2 separate regions of the Oryctolagus cuniculus genome follow, and region 1 is linked to region 2. Evidence: chromatin contacts called from public Micro-C data. All regions are on one chromosome and are shown on one strand. The core of a region is the stretch at or near the end of the contact, and the rest is flanking DNA. Distances in the headings are between cores, read along the strand shown. Region 1 holds the start of GNL1 (G protein nucleolar 1 (putative)). Region 2 holds the start of TUBB (tubulin beta class I).

Region 1 (3,361 bases), core at 832-3,331, 140 kb after region 2:
AAGTCACAGCTGTAACCACTGTAGCTTTACAAAAAATCTTGATGTTCAGAGTAGCCCTCTCACTTACACTGTCTTTACAGTCTCTCACCCTGATTCCCTGCATTTTCACGCCAATATTATGACTTTTCCAGTCTGTGAATGCATAACTTCTCTCCATTCACTTAGGCATCGAATCCTGGATTGTAAGATGTGAAATTCTTGCTAGGTTTCACTTCTCCTCTTGCACCCTTCTCCAGCATCTAATACAAGGATCCGGGTCCCCTCCTCCTCACCTGACTTGGGGTCACCAGGCTTTCCATTGGCCATGGGGGGAGGGCCCAGAAGGCTGGGTGGTCCTAAGAGTAGACATGAAAATACCGTCATCAGAATGGGCTATGATCCTGTCCTCAGATGTCCTTCTAGAATGCACTCCTTAACTCAATCAGCGAAGTGAGCTATGTATCATCAGTGTTGCACATTCTCACCCCATCTGTGGGCCCTTTCCTCTGCCAAGCTGTTTCCATGTTCTGCTAGAAAGCAGAGACTCAGGAAACCCGGTCATGCAGGAATGACGCTGACCACTGTCTTTCCCTCATACTGGTGCAACCACAACATCCTAGGTAATTCCAGGGCTAATTCAATCCCCCACCTGAACTGCTGGCCAATCAAACAGCTCTTTTCCCCTCCCCCTCCCCCAGGGGAGTGCTTAAAAGGCGGCCGCACTGCATTCTACCCTCCTAGTTTGATCTCAGACTGCGCTCCCACCCGCCACAGCCTGCAACATCGCGCACCTCTCCTCCTGCGGCTGCGCACTCCGCACTTTAGCTTTTCCTCCCCCGCCTCCTCCAGAAAGGTTTGGGGGCCGGATAAAGGCCAGGAGTTCAGGTGAGTAAACTCCTGGCTTAAAGCTGCATGCAGGACAGCCCCTTCCCCTGCGCGTGCGCCCTCGCGCCTTCCGTGAGCGCCCCCTCCCCCGCACCTGCCTAGTCCCTGGCCCCAGCCTGGCCCAGCTGCCGAGAACGTGCGCTCCCTTACCCATGGGACAACCATCTTCCTCGTCTCCAGTCTCCTCCCGCTCGGGCCGTGGGGGCTGCTGTGGCGGCGGCTGCGGATTCTGCTTCTTTCGTTTCGGCATCGTGGCTGCGGCAATGGCTGCAGCGGGATTTGGAGGGCAGTGAGGAAGGGGCACGCTGGAAGCTGTTTCCGCTTCCGGGGGGAGCCCGGTGGGCAGCGGGGCTGAGGCTCCCGCCATTCCACTTCCGGGAGGCAGCGGGGAGCCCCTGCCGCGGCCGCACCCGCCCGAAAACCGCCCCGCTCCCGCTCTGCTAGGCACGGCGGCAACCTCAAACCTTACCTTTGCTGCATCTCTCCAAGTGCTTACAAGTGCCCTCTCCTCCGCCAAGAAACACCACAGTGTGCTGCAGAGCCCACGGGCTTCCGGGCCGGACGGCCTGAGAGCGGGCTGTCGCGTCCTAACGTCGCCACTTCCGGTGCCCTGTTACCATGGGAACAGCCGCAGGCACAACTCGGTGCCCTCTGACCTCCCTCCAAAAGTCCTTGTCCCACCTGGGTCTCCCTTCCCGCCCGCGCTTGGGATCTGCAGACCCGCCCGTTAGCATCGAAATTCGGGTCCCAGCAGGTCCGCGCCCGGGAACCGGCAGAACGCCACCCGCCCCTTAAGACCTCCGGCCGTGCCCCACGAGTCGCCAGCAAGCGGGCTTCCCTCTCGGGGTGCTCCGTCTCCGCTTTCCACCCAGGCCAATCCCCGCTCGGTGCTGTCGCCTCGGCGCGTCCCCGCCCCCTCCCTCCGAAGGTAGCTGGGCCCGCCCTCCGCTCCGCCGCCCCCGCCAGGTGAGTGGTAGCGTCTCCCGGGAGCGCAAGGTAGTGATGACACGCGCCCCCCCTCCTGCGGGCGCCCGTTGGTAGCGTCCGTGACGGAGCGGGCCCGATCCTCCCACGCGCGCCTCCTCCTCCACCGCCGCTGCGCCCCGCCGGTGCCGCTGACTCTCACGTGCCGGCCGCCTGCCCCGTCCCCTCAGCCCCTCGCCTCGCTCCGGGAGAGACGTGACCACCCCGTGTCTGCTTTCCGTCCCGGCAGTCGCCGCCGGCCGGCCCGGCCCGTCCGTGACGTCACCCGCTAGCCCCGCCTCCTCGAGGGTCCCGGGCCCTGGCGGCGGGGGCTGCCCCCGGGAGTCAGTTGAGGCGGCGGGAGCTCGGCGGAGGGGCGGGCCCGGTGACTGGTCCGGGCCATGCCGAGGAAGAAGCCCTTCAGCGTGAAGCAGAAGAAGAAGCAGCTGCAGGACAAGCGCGAACGGAAGCGAGGTCAGTGCGGGAGCGGGCGGAGGGGGCGGGGCTCGGGCTCCCGCACCTCTGAGGGAGGGGTGTGCCCGCTGCACCTGGGGAGGGGGCGTGGGAGGGGGCGGCGAGCGCGCGCCGAGGTGCGCGGGCGGCCGTGGAGGGGTTCCCCCATAGCTGGAAGGGGTGGGCGAGGATGGGGAGCTGGGGGAGGGGAAGCCGTTCCCGCAGCTCCCTGGAGCAGCGACTGCCCCCGCGCACATCCGGAGGGGTCCTGGGGCGCGTGGCTGGGAGGGCCGAGCCGCGGAGGAAGTTGGGTGGGTGGAGGGGAGCCAGGCCTCCCGGGGCTGGGGCCGGGGCGGGGGCGTGGGGGGGGGGTCTTATGGCCCCTGAGAGCCGGCCAGCGCTGGCGTCACCGGCCCCTCCCCGCAGGACTTCAAGATGGGCTGCGCTCCAGTTCCAACAGCCGCAGCGGGAGCCGGGAGCGGCGGGAGGAGCAGACTGACACCTCGGACGGGGAGTCTGTGACCCATCACATCCGCAGGCTTAATCAGCAGCCTTCCCAGGGCCTGGGTCCGCGGGGCTACGACCCGAATCGGTGAGCGTGGAGGGGGGACTCTGGCCCCGGGCGTCCAGGGCAAGCCGGCTGCTGGCGGGTCGAGGTTCCCCCCGCCCCAAGCCGCCGCAGCCCTCCCTGACAAAGGGGCCCGAGAGTCTGGTTTTCGCTACTGTGGGAAGGAGAGAACGGTTGGCTGGGAGAGAGACTCTCAGCGGCTCCGGAGAGAAAGCTTGGCGAAGTTGTCTGGCTCCCGGGCTGGCGCTGGGTACCGCGGCCCGTGTTTCCTTAGATACCGGCTGCATTTCGAGCGGGACAGCAGGGAGGAGGTGGAGAAGAGGAAGAGAGCAGCCCGGGAGCAGGTGCTGCAGCCGGTCAGCGCCGAGCTGCTGGAGCTGGACATCCGGGAGGTCTACCAGCCCGGCTCAGGTGAGAGCGAGCGAGACCCCGGGGTGGACGGGTGAGCGGACAGTGAGCCAGCCAGGGGTCCTGAAACTTCTCCTGCTTCTTTGCACTTCTCCATGGATCCCC
Region 2 (3,702 bases), core at 786-3,285:
CCCCGTGTCCAAATAAGCTGAATGTGAGTACGTACTAAATTCATCTACAAAACTCACCAAAAACAAAGTTGTCTGGTCTGAAGATCTGGCCGAAAGGCCCTGAGCGCACAGAGTCCATGGTTCCCGGTTCTAGATCCACCAGGATAGCACGAGGGACATATTTGCCACCTGCAGGAAATAAAGTGGAGAAGTGAGAACTAGAGAGGAGAACCTGGTGCCTTGAGGTTGAGACAGCAGGGGGGAATCAGGAGCTGTCGTTCCAGGTTCTGCCACCAGGTGGCAGCAATGCGAGGCTTCGGCCCTGGTGCAGATTCCGCAAAAGGAAAGGCGGTCCTATCCCCAGGAATATAACGGCCAAAATTAAACGGGAAAAAATGGGAGGGGAGATTGTGAAAGCGAGAGAAGCACGCTTCTGAAGTTCTGTGAAATCGGTATTAAAATAAGGAAGGCGGTGCAGCGGGTGAGGCTCCAGGCCCCAGCCTCACCTGTGGCTTCGTTGTAGTACACGGAGATGCGGTCCAGCTGCAGGTCGCTGTCCCCATGGTAGGTGCCGGTGGGGTCGATCCCGTGCTCATCACTGATCACCTCCCAGAACTGCGGGCGTGGCGGAGGGAAGAGCCCCAGTCAGCCACGCGCCCCTCGTTTCCACCGCAGACGCGAGCAAAGCGGCCCTGACGGTCCTTTATGTGCCGGCCGCGCCCTTCCCTGCAGTCAGCCACAGCCTCCCAGAGCCTGGGGCGGGAACGCGGCGCGACCGGGCGGCCCGGCATTCCGAGCGCCGCGGGGGTCACCCGACGCCGCTAGGCGCCCCTCCCAGCCCCCCATGCCGGGCACCGCCCGTCCACGCGGCACACAATGGACCCGCGCCGCGCGCCCCCCGCCGCTGCCGCAGTCCGCCCGCCCACGTGACCGCGGCGCACGCGCACGCCGGGCCGCCGACAAAGAAGGGCGTTGCGCGCGGGGGGCGGGGCCGGGGCGCGGCTTCCGCGTACGCGCCGCCGCCAGGGGCGGGGCCTCCGCGCGGGCGCGCGCCTGGCCCCGCCCCCGCGGGCCCGCCCTTCGGCTACAACGCCGCACTTCCTCCCTGCCCTGCCCCCGCTACTCTGTAACAGCCCGCGCAAAAAAAAAAAAAAAAAAATCCCCGTCAGCCCCGAAATCTCTCCTCCTTCGCTTCTTCACCTAGTTTTAAATAGAAATTCTGTCCCCCCGCCATTCGGCCCCGCAGGAAAGTCCAGCCCCCTCCCCCTTCCTCTCCGAGTCCGCTCACGCCCTAAGGGCTCTCCTAGGGGCAATAGAGGTAAAATGAACGCCGCACGGTCCTCGCCTCCACCCCGCGCGCCGGGGCCCAGCCTCGCCCCTGCCCCTACCCCAGCCCCAGAGCGCGGCGGGGTGCACGTGGGCCAGACCGCGCCCCGCTTTGTGCGCGGACCGTTAGCAAACCCTCCGAGGCGAAATCGCTCCAAGTCCTGTCTTCCCGCCCCTCGCGCACAAAGAACCTTGGCAGAGCGTCTCCCCCCCCCCCCCCAAAAAAAATTGCGCCTGGCGGAGAAAACGAGCCCCGCGTCTTCCCGAGAGCCGGGGGGCTCGCCACAGGCACAGGCAGCAACTCAGGCGAAAACAAAGCTCGCGGGAGCGTGGAGCCCGCGGCTGCCCCGCCAACGTCTCTACAGCATGCTTTCTAGCACGAAAGACGGCTCCAAGAAGAGGCTGGAAACGCTTACCTTGGCACCGATCTGGTTGCCACACTGACCGGCTTGGATGTGCACAATTTCCCTCATGGTTGGAATCTAATTTTCTCTGGCTCGCCTGCGGGGCAAGGAACTATGTGACTCGGGTAGTCTGGGATTTGGTTATTGTTTTTTTCCCGTCTCTCTGCCGGTCGCTGGCTGGGAGGATGGAGCGTGCCCCGGAGGCTGCAGCAGCGAGGTCCGAACGCGGCAGCGCCAAGGTTCGGAGAGGGAGAAAAGAGAGGGGCGGGCGGGGGAGGGCGGGCGGCAGGGCGGGGCGCGCGTGCGCGGCCCGGGAGGCGGGAGACCGAGCCCGCGCCCCGCTCTGCAGACAAAGCCGCCCCGAGCCCGCCGCTGATTGGCCGCGGCCGACAGGCGCCGGCCGCCCATTGGTCTCCACGCTGGCGGGCCAGCGCAGTGCTCCCTGGGAGTTGTAGTTCCCTATTGTTGTGCACGCTGCAAAAAAAAAAAAAATTCCAGCGACTAGGGGTGGGTACCGGCCGCGTCTGCGTGTGTTTGCAATAGAGCAGGACTGTGTCTGCGGTTCTTTCCCTCTGTGCCTGAGTTCTTTTGTGCAGAAAGGGGGCTGTTCTCGGGGATGCAGGGGTTGGGGAGTCCTGGGTGCCGGGGGCTGGGAGGTGAGGAGGGCACGCCCAGAAAGCTCCCTGTAGTAGCAGCTGTCTGAAGACAGGACTGCTAAGCTCAGCGAAAACCAGGGAGCGGTGCAGCACTCTGGCCCTTGGGTGACCCAAAGCCTGAACCCGCATAAGCCGCTGCCCCCTCGGATTGCCTTCCTGATATCTCCCTGGGAGTCTGGGACTGAGAAAGTTGCGACAGAGAAACAAAACTGTAGCGAGGGTCTTTTGGGATGTAGCTATTGTTCAAGGAGTAAGTTGCAGCGTTTAGAGGAAGTGCTGAGATTTGCAGCCTCCGTTATGGGGATGTGGGCCTTGGAAAACAGCTTGATTTTCTTGTGAAAACGGGGAACTAGGGAGTCTGAAGCTTCATAGGATTTCGGTCTTTCCAGACGGCCTGTCCAGATTGATGAAATCGGTGCGTTTCAGTTTCACTGACTAGGCGGGCGGTGGCCATTGCAGAGGGGGAGGGGTGACTGAAAGAGTGGAAAATGGAATGGGCTTCCACGGGGTCCACCTGCTTCCCAAGGACTCACTCATTTGGTAGGTACTACCTATCCACCAACCCAGGAGCAAGAGATACAAAAATGATTAAGAATCCGTTCCCTGGCCTCCAGGACCTTGCAGTTCGATGAGAAATGCGGTAAGCACCAGTCTAGAGAGGTGTGGTCCCAGTCAAGGTCATTGTTAATCCACATTCCATCAGCATCAGCGCACATTTCTAAATCACCTTCCAAATGAAGGAGCGTTAAGTGAGTGTAGGACCCTTGTACTCCATTAAAATATCTTATGTTTTCGGGCATGCTCACAACGAAAGCAGCTTTTCTGCAGTAAAGAGCTCAGATTTAGAACTGGAGGACTTGTTTCCATTTGTCTCTGCATTAGGAACCCAGCGAGTCATTTAACTTCGCAGAGCTGCAGAGATAAAATCTACTTCTGTTTGGTTCTCGTGGCCCGAGCTGAGATAACAAACGGGAAAGAGCTACCTAAAGTAGATCCCTATCAAATTATTTCCTGGTCTCTTCATGTCTCGTTATAATGAAATAAATTACTTTCCATCCTTGCCTTGCCCCTTGAAAAGTGAGGCCAACCTTTTAAAACGGTTAGCAAAACAGTTTCCTCTCTTAGGCTTTGGATTTTTATTTTAGGATCTTCCGTTTAGGAAAATGTCCTCAAAATGTCCGTCGGGGATGTATTCTCAGGAGGAAATGACACGACTTCTACTAAACAAGCGAAATCAAAAGGCAATGAAATTCCACTGCAGTGAGGAGCCTCAAGTGCCACGCCTACGGGCTGTCCTCCAAACTGCAGCCTGGAGCCACGACTGCAATCCGCAACCC

What was found. Hi-C and Micro-C count contacts between places; a contact is called where the count stands out from the background.
Region 1: a contact with region 2 is called in a Micro-C map of ear pinna, with 4 times the contacts expected there. The contact joins the promoter of GNL1 here to the promoter of TUBB in region 2. A contact is called at or near these places in 2 of 6 Hi-C or Micro-C datasets (ear pinna and an unstated tissue).

What each region holds. Positions count from the first base shown.
Region 1 is chr5:139,858,130-139,861,490 of mOryCun1.1, forward strand. GNL1 (G protein nucleolar 1 (putative)) reads left to right here and starts at 2,082. Exons shown (of 12, transcript XM_051854896.2): 1 at 2,082-2,301; 2 at 2,707-2,872; 3 at 3,123-3,259. The coding sequence starts at 2,229. It overlaps PRR3 (proline rich 3), which reads right to left and starts at 1,627. Exons shown (of 5, transcript XM_008262677.4): 1 at 1,334-1,627; 2 at 1,015-1,131; 3 at 273-335. The coding sequence starts at 1,114.
Region 2 is chr5:139,719,342-139,723,043 of mOryCun1.1, forward strand. TUBB (tubulin beta class I) reads right to left here and starts at 2,036. Exons shown (of 4, transcript XM_002714359.4): 1 at 1,722-2,036; 2 at 486-594; 3 at 58-168. The coding sequence starts at 1,778. It overlaps MDC1 (mediator of DNA damage checkpoint 1), which reads left to right and starts at 3,525. Exons shown (of 14, transcript XM_070074262.1): 1 at 3,525-3,702.